2 separate regions of the Muntiacus reevesi genome follow, and region 2 is linked to region 1. The links are chromatin contacts, called in public Hi-C maps. All regions are on one chromosome and are shown on one strand. Each heading gives the region's core, a stretch centred on a gene start, on an enhancer-like site or on the middle of the called end of the contact. The rest is flanking DNA. Distances are from core to core; before and after follow the strand shown.

Region 1 (7,252 bases), core at 3,453-5,952:
ATATAAAATATGTATTCTTTTTCATGATAGTTTATTACAGGACTTTGAATACAGTACTCTGTGCTGTGCAGTAAGACCTTGTGTTTATCATTCTATATACACCACTTTTCATCCTCTAATCCCAAACTCCCGATCCATCCCTCTCCCTCCCTCATCCCTGTGGCAACTACAAATGTATTCACTATGTGATTCTGTTTCTGTTTCACAGATAGGCTCATTTGGTCATATTTTAGATTCCACATATAAGTGATATCATATGGTACTTATCTTTCTCTTTGGAATCACTTCACACCTTGATTTCTTTTTTTGGCCATGACATACCGAATCTTAGTTACCCAACCAGGGATGGAACCCGTGCCCCCTGCAGTAGAAGCACTGAGTCTATGGGCCTGCCAGGGAAGTCCCATATAGACCTCAGTTTCCAAATACCACTCTCCTCAAAAGGAACCAGAGCTCCTTCGAGAAAAGGCTAATTCCAGAGCTAAATTAGGGAGATTATATAATAAATCTGGAACCTCTTATACCAGAAAATATGGAAATTCTGAAAGACTGATAGGAATATTTCAAAATTGTACAAAAACCAGAGGCTTAATTTGGGACAATTTAGCATCAAAAGAGTCATAGCAATTGATTATAATCCATTTAATAAAACAGGAACCCATGAACTTAATAATACTAAGATAGATAGATACATTGGGGGTGTTACAGGAAATTTTTACCTTACAGTAGAATGTCAAATAATAAATGTAGACAAGATGATGGAACAGATGATTCGCATGTAGAAAGCTTTATAGTAAAAATTGTTTTGATCAAGGAACAAAAATGGATACTAATACAAATGACTGAAGGTGTGATCAGAAACAGAATTTAACATGGTCTCAAAGTATCTCCAGACAAAACACTCATTCAATAACATCACACTGAAAAATCTAGCAGATGTCTTCTTATCAAATGATAAAAGTTAACTTTTCACCAGTTAATGAGACAAATCAACATCATGTCACTTCTGATGTAATGCAACGAGAGGAATACAGACTCACTTCTGTGCTAGTCCTGCCAAAAATGCATACCTGAAATCCAATCATGAGGAAACATCAGACAAACGCAACCTGACAGACATTCTGCAAAGTAATTGTCCCATTCACTTCAAAAATGTCAAGGTCATGAAAAAAAGGAGAGACCAGGAACTGTTCCAGATAAAATAAAACTAATGAGACATGACAATTAAATGCAATTCATGATCTTGGATGAATCTTAAACCTATAAAAGACTTTATTTGTGGGGGGAGAAAAACCCTGAAGCTTATTTCTCAAGAACCATTTTGGTCACAGATGTCTCCGTGAGGTTCACTGTGGCTTTTGCTGGTTTACATCACTTCTCAACTTCTCCTTCTGCCCATTTGTTTCCTTTCCCTCCCCTTTACAGTTGTCGGTCCCTGAAGCACTCCTTAGAAAGTATCTTGCACACTAAACTCCATCTCTCAGAGTCTGGTTCCTAGAGAAACTCAACCTGAACCAAAAGGAATGAGTAGGATCTTAACAGTCAAAGGTTGAGATGGGGTGCATTCTACACATGAAAACTGGTCTAAGGAAAGTCTCGTATTACAAAATAAACAGCACAACCGATGGCTGGGATCCTGAGAGCAGAGAGCAGCTTGATATGAGATAAAGCTGCGAAGATAGATTAGGGCAAGCCCATACAGGATGTTGCTGGCCACATCAATGGTTTGAGTTTGTCTTAAACCCTGCATGCTCAGTTGTGTCCGATTCTTTGAGACCCCATGGACTGTAGCCCACCAGGCTCCTCTGTCCTTGGAATTTTCCAGGCAAGAATACTGGAGTGGATTGCCATTTCCTCCCCCAGAGGATCTTCCCGACCCGGGGATTGAATCCGAACCTGGGTCTCCTGCATTGGCAGGCCAATTCTTCACCACTGAGCTTGTGTTAAGAGTGATAGAAAGTCACAATGGATAGGAATCTGTCTGCCAGTGCAGAGGACATTAGCTCCACCCCTGGTCCAGGAAGACCCCACATACCTCGGAGCAACGAAGCCCATGTGCCACAATTACTGAAGCGTAGGTGCCTAGAGTCTGTGCTCCGCGACAAGAGAAGCCACTGCAATGAGAAGCCTATGTCCTACAACAGAGTAGCCCCCACTCACTGCGGGCAGAGAAAGCCTGCACAGCGCAACAAAGACACAGCACAGTCAGAAATAAATAAATGAAATCTTTAAGGAAAGAGTAATGGGAAGCCACTGGAGGCTGGAGAGTAGAGTGGGGTGGGGCAGGCAGTGCATAATAAGACTTGCAACTGGAAGGGATTGTTATTACTGTGGCAGAATGTGGAAAACAAGACTGTAGAAGGGAGGGAACTTGGAAGGACTAGTGAGGAGGTTATTGTAGCGGTCTAAATAAAACACCATGGTCATTTAGACTAGAGGGTGGAGATGAGGATGGAAAATTCTGGATTGACTCAAGAAATGCTGAAGGTAACAAATGACATGACTTCATGTTGGATACAGACCATAAGGAAGGGGAGGTGTTAAGGATGACACCTGGGTTTTTAGTTTGCTAAACTAAGTAAATGGCACCGTTCAATGAGGGAGAAACATTAACAGACGGGTTTAGTGGAGGTTTAGTGGAGAGATCATGAGTTTGGGAGAACATGAACTTCCATTGACAACCAAATGTGGGGCTCTGGAAACCAAGGAAAGAGAATGTTTCCAGAAGAGGGAGAGATCAACTGTGTTGAAAGTTATAGAGAGGTAAGGTAATATGCAGCTCAAAAATACCCATGAGAGAGCTGCTTCAAAGGAATGGCGAAGCCAGGTTGGACTGGGCTGAGAAGTGAGTAGGAGGAAAGAAAAGAGAGTCGCTTTTCCTTCCACTACAGGAAAAAAAAAAAAAAAGGAAACATATCAGCCTAAAAGAAGAGTGTCCTAATTCTAACCAAATCAAATATCAACTGAATTCAAGCTCCGCTTGGGATTAAAATTAACCTTAATGTATACATGTCATTTTACCTCGTTCTCTGAACTCCTAAGGAATGGAATCAGCTCTAGAAAAACAAGATAGCTAGTTGTTACCACCACCATCTGGATTAGAAAATAACAATTCCGCAAAGAAATTGCTACAAGAAAAACAAAAGCTACAAAAAAGTCACTTCAAAAAGTGAAGCAAGAAAGTCATTCTTTGTTCAGCTTTACCTGATCTACTCCCCTCTGAGTCAATGACTACCCACTAACCCAGGTAAAAGATATGGATGTTTTTGTACAAATTCAAGAAACAAACGTCCTGAATTTAAAACCCAGTTCACTGATGGAGTGTTGTATCTTTGCTCTCTTCTTTGCCTCAAATGGGAAAATACACATCCTTAGCTTTTAAAGTTTATGCCTTCCCCTCGCACCCTAGAGCCCACGCTCTGCAACGAGAGGCCACTGCAATGAGAAGCCCGTTCACTACAGCTAGAGGACAGCCCTGCTCTCCCCAATAAGAGAAAAGTCTGCGTAACAGTGAAGACCCAGCACAGCCATAAGTAAACAAACAAATAAACAAATAGAAATTAAAAGTAAAGTTCATGCCTTCTTCTTTGTTCTACACTTAGGACGTTATCTTTCCACAGTGTTTTTCTCACATATCCAAAACTTAGTTTCCAGATCAGCTTCTATCCGTGAGTCTTTTCTGGTTACACCTGTATCACACCTTTTTGGGGAACCCTTAGCATTTGTGCATTTAAGGTGTAATGCTGCCAACCAGGTCTTGCTCTCAAATTGCTAAATATTTTCCACAATAGATTATGAAGTCCCAGCAGGCAGAGACTATGACTCCCCATTCTCTAAAAGGTTACCAAGACTCTATGTATCAATATATTTGAATTAAGTGGAACATTGTAAACTAATCATAATTTACACTGCTCAAAAACCCTATTTATATCTCCATATCCCAGTCCTCAAATTTCCCTATAAATAATAGCTAACATTTACTGATTACTATATACCATTCACTGTTACAGACACCACGTATTAACACTTAGAATTCTCCCAACAACCCTATGACATAGATACTACTATTCTTGCTTTGCAGATAAGAAAACGGAGGTACAAAAAGGCCAAGTGACACAGTAAATGGCAGAGTTGACAGTCAAAGAGAGACAGACACTGAAGCCCACTTTCTTAACTTTTTAGCAACAGAAAAATAACCCTAATAAAAGAGGGATGGGATGGAGAGGGAGGCGGGAGGGGGGATCGGGATGGGGAACACATGTAAATCCATGGCTGATTCATGTCAATGTATGGCAAAAACCACTACAATATTGTAAAGTAATTAGCCTCCAACTAATAAAAATAAGTGGGAAAAAAATAACCCTAATAAAGCCTGGTCCTAGGTTTACTGATGTGCCAGGATTAAGTAACAAGTTTAACAGCCAGAATTTAAAAGAAATTCTACTCTATTAGTAATTCATCACAAGTGGGGCATTTTCTGTCTCCTGTCTCCGCTGCAGAACTCGTTGTAGTCCTTGCGGCCCATAGGTGGCGCTGCAGGGACAGGTATGTGCTCAGGCTTCATCAATGGGAGGGGCAGATGCGGGGGGGCGAGAACTCCATTCAAAGCCCCGCGGTAGGAGGAGCCTTGGGGAGGAGAGGGGATGGCGAGTGTTGCTCAGTGCGCAGGCGCAGGACGAGGCCCTCCCGCCCCGAGAGTGAGGGCTGCTGGGCCTGATGACGTGGCCTGGTCGCGTCCGCTCCGGTGAGCCTCCGGGAAAGCCGGCGCCCCCGGAACTGTCCGTGGCCTAGTCCCGACGCACGCGTGCTTGTGAGCCGGGGATAGCGGCGGCGGCGGCGGTCTGGCCTGCGGGGACCTGACGGGGCCGTTGCCATGGGGGAGTGACGCGCCCGCGCCCGCTGTTCCGCAGAGCGGAGAGACATGAGGAGACCCCGCCGCGGGGGTAGCGGCGGCGGCGGCGGCTCCTGATCCCCGGGATGGAGGAGAAATACGGCGGGGACGTGCTAGCCGGCCACGGCGGCGGCGGCGGCGGCGGCGGCGGCCTTGGGCCAGTGGATGTGCCCAGCGCTCGGTAAGGGACCGATCGGGCTCCCGCTTCCGGAGCCACTCTCTCCCTGCGCCCGCCCGGCCGCTGCCCGGATCCTCCCCGGTGCACGCGGGACCCGGCGGCCGACAGCCCGGAACGCCCGCCTGGGTGCAGTCCGCGCTCCGCGGCAGCTCTCATTGGCTCCCGGGTTCCCCGCTGCGGGATAAATGCTCCAGGACCCGGGAAGGTTCCGCCTGAGTTTCTGGTGTTCAGAGCGGTCCGTTAACCTTAGAGCTGCTGGCCAGTTCACGTGAGAGGTTTTCTGACCTGTCAGAAGAATTTCTGTCGGCTGTTCCTCCCTCAAATAGTAATTTGGTGATATTTAACCTTTCTGACGTCTGCCTGCGTACCTTTTAGAGGAAGGGTCACCATCACCTCTTCAGGCGAGCAAATCAAAGTACAAACAGATGAACTTTGATGTTCAGGTTATAACCCCGCACATCAAGAATCCAGCCCGCCCTCTAGTTTTTCTTTTCCTTTCTTCGCCTATTTTGTTTTATCGTTAATTAAGAAATGCGTGCGCATTGCCAAAAAGTTCAAACAGTACAGAAATTCATAGAGTGAAAAGGAAAAATTCCCCCCTCCCGGTAATGTTCCCACGAAGGCCAGAAAGGTCAGTACAGTGACCACTTTCCAGCTTGTCTTTCTGGACCTATGCTAATTTCTGAGGTAGTGTCGCAGGATGCACGAAATAGGGCTCAACAGTTTGATTGAACCTGATTTTCATCGCCTTTATATATATTTTTTTCATCGCCTTTATATTTAATAGGGTTAATGAAGTTAGGTGTTTCTTGTTCTTGGATATCTCCTTTGAGACTGGAAGATTGCTTTGCTAAATTCTTTGGAACTGTATAAATAGCATTATTAACATAACTATTTTTCTGTGAAATGCTGAGCCACTTAAATCAGCTTCATTTTTTGTAGTACAAATTTAATTTTCTAATCTGTCTTGAACAGCTCATTTTTGTAAAATAAAAACATGGTGGTGGTGGTTTGGTCGCTAAGTCGTGTCCAACTCTTTTGCAACCCGATGGGCTGTAACCGCGCCAGGCTCCTCTGTCCATGGGATTTCCAGGGCAAAAATACTGTAGTGGGTTGCCAGTTCCTTCTCCAAAAGGCCTTCCTGACCCAGGGATCAAACCTGGGTCTCCAGCATTGCAGGTGGATTCTTTACTGACTGAGCCACCAGGGAAACTAAAAAAAAAACCATCATATCAAGTATTATTTACTGAGAAGTGACAGCTAAATGTAATAGGCAATTCTGGTGTAGCTTTAATACTGAGAAAATGTGGTAAAGGATAGTACTGGGTCAGTTGATAAAAGTGGACTGTAGATGACAGATTAGATAAAAGTATATCCATGTTAAATTTCCTATAGTTTATAACTCTGATTTCAGAAGAGAATGTTCTTGGGTTTAGGAATACAAGTAATTAGGGATAGAGGAGCATAATATATGTAACTTACTCTTAAATAGTTCAGGGAAAAAAAAGTTTGCACCTGCCAATGAAGGAAATGTGGGTTCAATCCCTGGTTGGGGAAGATCCCCTGGAGAAGGGGATCTAAAAGACCCCACATGCCATCAGGAAGATTGGAGATCATAAGTGCCATAACGGAGACCTGGAGCAGCCAGGTTGAAAGAATTTTTCTTTATTATATAGACTGAAAATCAAATTCTGATTATAATCTGCAACAAAAGCTAATTGACAGATTCTTTATGGATATTTTTATGCCTGAATTCACAAATATAAATTGTTTTACATGTTTCTGTGTTAGCTTCAATAAATCCTCTTGGCAGGAAAGAGCAGAGGGTGACAACCAGCATTTGTTAAGCACTTCGTATATTCCAGGGACTTTGCATGCAGCATTTCACTTAAGCCTTACAACAGCACTGCAGACTCATTAGTTGTGTCCTTGTCTCACAGATCAGGAAACTGCGACATAGAAAAGTAATTTTTCTAAGGTCACACACCTAGTAACTGAACTGGGAGTCAGTTCCCTCAAACTTCTTTTTTTTTTTTTTTTTTTTTAGCTAGAAGCTTCCTTTTTATTTATTTATTCATTTTGGCGATGCTGGGTCTTCTTTGCTGTGCGGACTTTTCTCCAGCTGCAGAGAGCAGGGGCCCCTCTCCGGTTTCAGTGTGAGGGCTTACTGTGTGGCTTCTCTT
Region 2 (7,164 bases), core at 4,390-6,889, 460 kb after region 1:
CCATGAGTTGGGATAATGACTACCCCACATAGTTTTAGTATGACTGGCACATAACCGATGGGCAGCTGTTACCTGTTCCTGCAGGTTAGGCCTCATTCTACTAAGAACTTAAAAACTGCTTTCCACTCTTCAAAAATGAAAACTTCTGTGACTTGAGAATTCCTCCAGTATCACTTACCGCTGCTTCCTCTGAGAGGTAGTCAGGCTATCCTCTTTTCTTTTCCCCTTACTAATTTCCTGGGATTTCTTCATGTTTTTCTGGCGGGCAAGTTCTCGTTGATTTCCACCTACAAAGAGAAACAGTCATGTTATTTTTCCATCTCCAAAATTAATAATTCCATTCTAAGGCTCTTATTTAAAAGGATCTGAAGTTTGCTTTTGAAGAGATGAGCCAGCAGCCTACTGCATGGAAAGGTGTTTAGGGATCTGACGACAAGGAGGAAGCTTAAAGGTTAACACTTTAAGTTCTTAACAATATTATGGTACCCGTTAAGGTGCTCACTTACTATAAATACCAGACCTCTTAAAAGAGGCATTCCAATAGTCTATATGGGCCAATATCCTAAAATAAGGTCTGGCTTTTTGAGATGAAGAGAGAAAGATCCACACCACAGATCATATCTGGCACACATTTTGTTGTTTTTAGTCGCTCAGTCGTGTCCGATTTCTTTTGCGACCCGCCAGGCTCCTCTGTTCATGGGATTTCCCAGGCAAGAATACTGGAGTGGGTTGCCATTTCCTTCTCCAGGGGATCTTCCAGACCCAGGGATCGAGCCAGCATCTCCTGTATTGGCAGGCGGGTTCTTTACCGCTGAGCCACCAGAGAAGCCCTCGCCTAAGTTGGCCCACTGTAATTCAACTGTTAAGCGAGCAAATACAGATGTTTCCAAGACAGTACCTTCCAGGGCCAAACAAAGAACTAGGGAGGAGACCCTGTGCTCCTTAGGCCTCAGGACTTTAAGTATTAAGTACCAGCATAAACCACCTCCAGACCTAGGACCTCGCTCCCAGGGATCTCCTCCACACACCTCACCTCGGGGGAGGGGTTCCTTACGTGTCAACTCGCACCTGTGAGGCAGACACCTACCTGCCAGACCTTTCAGGCCGGACCAGACTCAATCGCCCCTCTCCCTCCGCGGACTAAAAACCTGCTCCGCGGAGCTGCTAGACCAAAGGGGTTTCACCAGCCCGCCCCTGCCTCCTCGCCCGCCGCGCCGCGGAGCTCGACTTCCTCGCAGGACACTCCCCGCCGCTTTCCCCACCGGTCCGCACACTCACGGGCCATGATGACAACCGGACCGAGCCTGGAAGAGAATGACTCGGAAAAGCAACGACCGCCTCGCACGCTCAGCCGCCGTCCCCACGCGTTGATCTGGAAGACCGAGCCCCCGCCGGCCCCCCGCCGGGATACGCCTGAGCTCCGCCGGCGGCCCCGCCCACCGAGAGCCGACTAGAGCCGCCGGCGCGGCCGGCGAGCGCCTGCGCGTGCGCGGCCACGAGGGCGGGGCGGTGCTCTGGGAGGCTCCCAAGCCGCAGCTGCGGGAGTGGCACCGGAGGTCGGTCTCGGGGGTCCCTTCGGCCGTGCAAGTTTGGTGGCGTCCTGAAAGCGGCTCCTTGAGTCTGAGAGAGGTATAAGCGTGTGCGGATTTCCCAGCCCTGTATCCGGGGCACTGGGGCTTCACTAGCCCCCGTATTTTTGGTGAAGACGTAAACACAACAGTATCTATAACTTTTTCGACAAAGAACATTAGTTTTTGTTGTTGTTGTCTCCCGCATCCCATTGTAGAGGCCGAACGGAGAGAAGGGGGACCGAACAGGTTGAAGGTTAATCGTGAAAGGCGATGTTGGCCCTTTACGTTTTTCCTTCTTTATTCACGCATCAAGCCTGCAAGGTAGGCTTGTGCTGTGCGGTGCTTCGCTGTTCGGTCGTGGCCCACTCTGCGACCTCAGGGACTGCCATGGGATTCTCCAGGCAAGAACACTGGAGCGGGTTGCCATGCCCTCCTCCAGGGGATCTTCCCAACCCAGGGATCGAATCCAGGTCTCCCACATTGCAGGCGGATTCTTTACCATCTGACCCACCAGGGAAGCCCCAGGTAGGCTTAATTTTCATTTTAGGAAAGAGGAACCTGAGACTCTGAGACCAGAAGCGCAGACCTAATAAGTAGGGACTGGTAGAAGTGAGGTTCAAATTTAAAAAGGACTCTCAAGTCTCTTCATTTCCCATTTGATCCCAGTCTGCTTGTCACGGTGGATAGTACTTTAGAGTTCTGTGGATCTGTGCTTGGGTTGTGTGATGGGGAGAGAATGTTAGGGAATGCAGTCTTATCACCAATTCAAAATAGCCAAGAATAAAAGTTATGACCAACCTAGACAGCATATTAAAAAGCAGAGGCATTACTTTGCCAACAAAGGTTCGTCTAGTCAAGGCTGTGGTTTTTCCAGCCATACACATACACATACACATCCATGTATGGATGTGAGATTTGGACTGTAAAGAAAGCTGAGCGCTGAAGAATTGATGCCTTTTAACTGTGGTGTTAGAGAACACTTTTGAACATCACTTGGACTGCAAGGAGATCCAACCAGTCCATCCTAAAGGAGATCAGTCCTGGGTGTTCATTGGAAGGACTGATGTTGAAGCTGACACTCCAATACTTTGGCTACCTGATTCGAAGAACTGACTCATTTGAAAAGACCTTGATGCTGGGAAAGTTGAAGGTGGGAGGAGAAGGGGACGACAGAGGATGAGATGGTTGGATGGCATAACCAACTCAATGGACATGAGTTTGGGTAAACTCCAGGAGTTGGTGATGGACAGGGAGGCCTGGCGTGCTGCGATTCATGGGGTTGCAAAAAGTCAGACATGACTGAGCAACTGAACTGAACTGAACCTTAAACTTACATAAAAGCCGTGGAGCATCTACCATTGCTAGAAACAGATGTGTAGATGCTTGGTGCTTATTTTCTTTGTCTATTCCTCTATGACAAACTGAGAAATGTGTAGAGTTTGTCTGGACACCCTAAAATCACCCTATTTTTTTTAAAGTCTTTAATTTGGAAGGTTTCATATATATACAAAGGTATAGAAAATACCATGATGGACCTCTAAGTATATATGACCAATCTTCAACAATTTTTATTTCACCTCATAAAAACTGCCTGAGGGTTCTGGACATGGAATATCTGGATATTGAAAGCCCAACTTTCCCAATGAGTAGGTGTGTGAACTTGGGAATGTCATTTCATTGCATTAACGCTTCCTTACCTAAAAATTGGGGAGGTAATTGTACCTCCTTCACTCATCGAATGAGTATATGTGAAGTGCTCATTGCCCAGCACAGGAATGTACTCACATGTTAGTTATATTGTCATCATTCTTTCAACCTCCCAGAGCCTGTCCTGCTTACCCCTATCCCTGGATACCACTCATCCTCCTTAGTTTCCTTACAGGGCAGGTGTCTGTTTCCCCTTCGAGTCCTCTTCTGCAGTAACTTGAGCAGGGGAAAAGATTGATTTTCTTTATAGAGATAAAGAGATCATCTAAAGAGGAAGGGAGGGGAGTTTGGGACTAAAGTTGAGTGGTAGAATTGTTTCTGTGTGTGGTCTTAAGAGTCTAATTGAGTGTTTTCTTTGCAGCTACAAATATAGTTTTTGAGTTTCAGGGATACACCTGATATATACTATGTATACAAGTAATATGTGTGTCTGCCAGAGAAAACTGGGGACTTTTAAAATTATAATACTGTTAAGACTATACCAACTTGGATAAGTAAAAATATCTTATGATTTTATCTTAAATAGTAAAATTGAATCTGACTGTATTCCCATACCCTTACAAATGAGAAATTAAATCCTAGTCATTATTTACTTCTTTACCTGCAGAATTGTGTGAATACCACAGACTCTTAGGTGCAACAGGACAGTTGGGGAAGGGTCTGGTGTCTTCAATGTATACCAGAATATGCTGTCCAAAGCTGTATGGTTCTGGCAGTAGCTCCGAGATTCTTGAGATATCTTCAGCAGGGGTTATATTTATCAAGTCCTTGAGATTTCTTAGGTGTGTTTGAGGTCTTGTTCCCTCTCCAGAGTACTGGAGGGAGCCCACATCAAACCTTCATTTCCTTCCCAGTCTTAAATGAATCTCTTCTGATTTTTCAGCCTTGTTTTCCTACTCTTAAAAACACTTGTCTCTTTTCTTTCTGTTTCTGGATGAACTAGCAATCTCTTTAATCAGTTCAGGATTTTATTCCTTTGACATTTTGTTGTTAATGTAGTAAGATGTTCTTGTAGAATTTTCTTCTCCTTCTAAGAAGGAAGTCAGGTCTTTGTTTTTCACCTGAGGCAGGGCACTTGTATAACCAGTTCAAACACAGGCCCACAGTCTACAGTCTCAGCCTGTTCTCTGGACATTTTCTCTCTCATCATAGAGCACTTCCCTAACCACCCTACATAGAGTAAGCCAGCCTCCCATTAACCTCTGTCATAATTTCCTTTAAATTTCTTTCATGGCATTTAATAATTCTTAAATTATCTTGTACACTTGTTGAATTTTTCTCTGCCACCCAGTATGCCTTGCTTATTGCTCTATTGCTCCCTCTTGAAGCATATTAAGAATGTTCACATTAATTTACAAAGTTTAAATACAGTAACTTTTAAATTTCTTTTAATTTTTGACTGTGTCACAAAGTTTGTGGGGTCTTAGTTCCCTGACCAGAGATGAAACCAGTGCCCTTGGCAGTGAAAGTGCAGAGTGCTAACCACTGGACCTTCAGGGAATTCCCATTAACTATAATAATTTTTGAACGGAGATTATATTCACAAGATATACAGTGAATGTTGTTCTTCCCATGACTTACTTCCCAGAAACATGGTTCCCTTCCTGGAAATTAACTATTACCACTTTCTTCACACTTGAATTTCTAATCTACATTCTACTCAATTTAGAATTTTTTTGAGAACTTTATTTTTTGCCTTATTTGTTTATTTGTTTATAGCTGTGCTGGTCTTTGTTGCAGCTGGTGGGCTTTTTCTCTAGTTGTGGTGAGGCAGGGCTACTCTAGTTGCTGTGCATGTTGTTATTGTGGTGGTTTTTCTTGTTGCTGAGCACAGGATCTAGGACCCAAGGGCTTCAGGAATTCAGCTTGTGGGCTCTAGAGTGTGGGCTCAATAGATGTGGTGCAGGGGCTTCGTTGCCCCTTGGCATGTGGAATCTTAGTTCCCGCACCAGGGATGAGACCCATGTACCTTGCATTGGATCAAGAATTCTTAACCACTGGACCACCAGAGCAGTCCCTTCAATTTAGAATTTTTAAGCCTTAAGATGTGCTGACGAACAGACAGTGTTCTACAGGACCCTCTAAAAATGGCCAGTAGTTTAAAAAGAATTTTTTGGTCACACTACCTGGCGGGTGGGATCTTATTTGCCCAACGAGGGATGGAACCCAGCGCCCTTTGCAATGGGATCACTGGATCATCAGGGAAGTCCCAAGGCCAGCAATTTTAATAATTTCCATCAAGGTGTGGGCTGAGGGATTTACTACTTCCTTCTCCTCTTTCGAACAACTCCTAGGGACCCCAGGAGAGGGAAGCGCACACTGCCACAAGTCTCTCTTTCAGTATTTCCGGTTCCCAGGTAACCCAGGCTCCCTAGTTGACAGTTACCATGGCTCCCGTAGCTGTACGTCATTCTCCGGCGCTGGATGATGACGTGATCAGTTCCGGCGCTCTCCGAGGGCGGAGGGAGCAAGGTATAGGAGAAAACTTAGCTATTAGCGTAGCAGGGTCATGAAGAAGAGGCGGCGGCGGGAGATCCCGAGCGGTGGCGGGGGCGCGAAATTGCGGTAGCTGGCCGCTGGGCTGGTGGTGTGGCTTTGTGGGAAGGGCGTAGTTCCTAAAGCCCTCTGCGGGCAGCGGCCGGGGCTCGGGGCTGCGAGCGGCCCTGGGGCCGCCTCCCCGGGCCCCCTGGCTCCGCCATGTTCCGCAGGGCACGCCTTAGCGTGAAGCCGAATGTCAGGCCCGGAGCAGGCGCCAGGGCCTCCACTGCCCCCAGTTCCCAGCGTGAACAAGAGGTTCCAAGGCCGCCGGAGCCTGCCGCAACCTCTGCTCCGAAGCCAGCGGAATCCACAGATGTGCCCCCGGTGGACTTCGGGGAAGCGGAGCCCCAAGAAAAGACTCCCAAGAGCTGGTAAGTGCTCGCAGAGGGGAGCATTTTCATTTGCCCCCGCCTCTCTGGGCGCGTCAGCTGAAGCTGAGCAAAGAAAGTTTACCGTAAAAGTACTCCCTCGCTTGCTCTAAGCCTGACAGTTGAGGCCCACGAACACGCTGCCAACTGCAATTGTTCCCTCTGACCACGGTGTGGCAGGTGTGGGTTTTGTTACAGGGTATAGATTCTCGAGGAGAGGACCATGTCTTCAAGTGGTGGTGGGAGGAATCCCGGTCTCACAGTCTTCGGGAAAACTCACACGTGGTACTATTCATTAGAGCATTTAGGTTACCACTGCTTTCATCCTTTTGAAGTACATTGTAGGGGTAAGTTGTTTTTTTTTTTAAATCTTGAAAACATTTATTTTTAAAAGAAGAGCAGTGTTATTTTGATTCTGCTGATTTATGTCAGTGGAAAGGAGGTCTGGTTACTTGTTTTGATTTGTGGGTGTGTCCCTTTAACTTTGGTGAACCTGTTTTCTGAACAGAAAAGCGTGTATCATGTACCACATTTGGATTCAGGATTCTTCTACTTAATTTTACAGTTTATAGACTTTGCTCAGGCAGAATTTACTCGTCTGCAAAATGGGGATAACTCTCACTTCAAGAGTTATTGTGGAGATTAGAGATAACTGATAAAAACTATCTTGAACAGGATATGCGGAATAGTTGCCTATCTTTAAGTGAGGCAATAAAGTAATTGAAGTTAAGATTTGTTAAGCTAATAATGATCTCTGTTTCTATACTGTAAATGTGAGGGAACGAATGAAAATCAACCCTATTAAATAACAGTGAGATGGTATAAATTTCTTTTATACTGTGACAGGAAAGTGACAATTTCTTTTTTTTTCCTTTTTTTGGTTTGACTTCTGTTGATCTCAGCTGATGCTTAGTAATTTGCATGTTTTTTACATGAATTTGTTTAAGAATTTCTTCCAACAGTGGAATACAAATAGCAGT

Evidence for each region. Hi-C and Micro-C count contacts between places; a contact is called where the count stands out from the background.
Region 2: a contact with region 1 is called in a Hi-C map of muscle, with 5 times the contacts expected there. The contact joins the promoter of BDP1 here to the promoter of SLC30A5 in region 1. A contact is called at or near these places in 2 of 3 Hi-C or Micro-C datasets (blood and muscle).

The regions. Positions count from the first base shown.
Region 1 is chr14:57,744,999-57,752,250 of mMunRee1.1, forward strand. It overlaps SLC30A5 (solute carrier family 30 member 5), which reads left to right and starts at 4,703. Exons shown (of 16, transcript XM_065905414.1): 1 at 4,703-5,072. The coding sequence starts at 4,978.
Region 2 is chr14:58,202,624-58,209,787 of mMunRee1.1, forward strand. BDP1 (B double prime 1, subunit of RNA polymerase III transcription initiation factor IIIB) reads left to right here and starts at 5,640. Exons shown (of 39, transcript XM_065905761.1): 1 at 5,640-6,187. The coding sequence starts at 5,976. It overlaps LOC136146610 (small EDRK-rich factor 1), which reads right to left and starts at 1,453. Exons shown (of 3, transcript XM_065905576.1): 1 at 1,279-1,453; 2 at 179-287. The coding sequence starts at 1,285.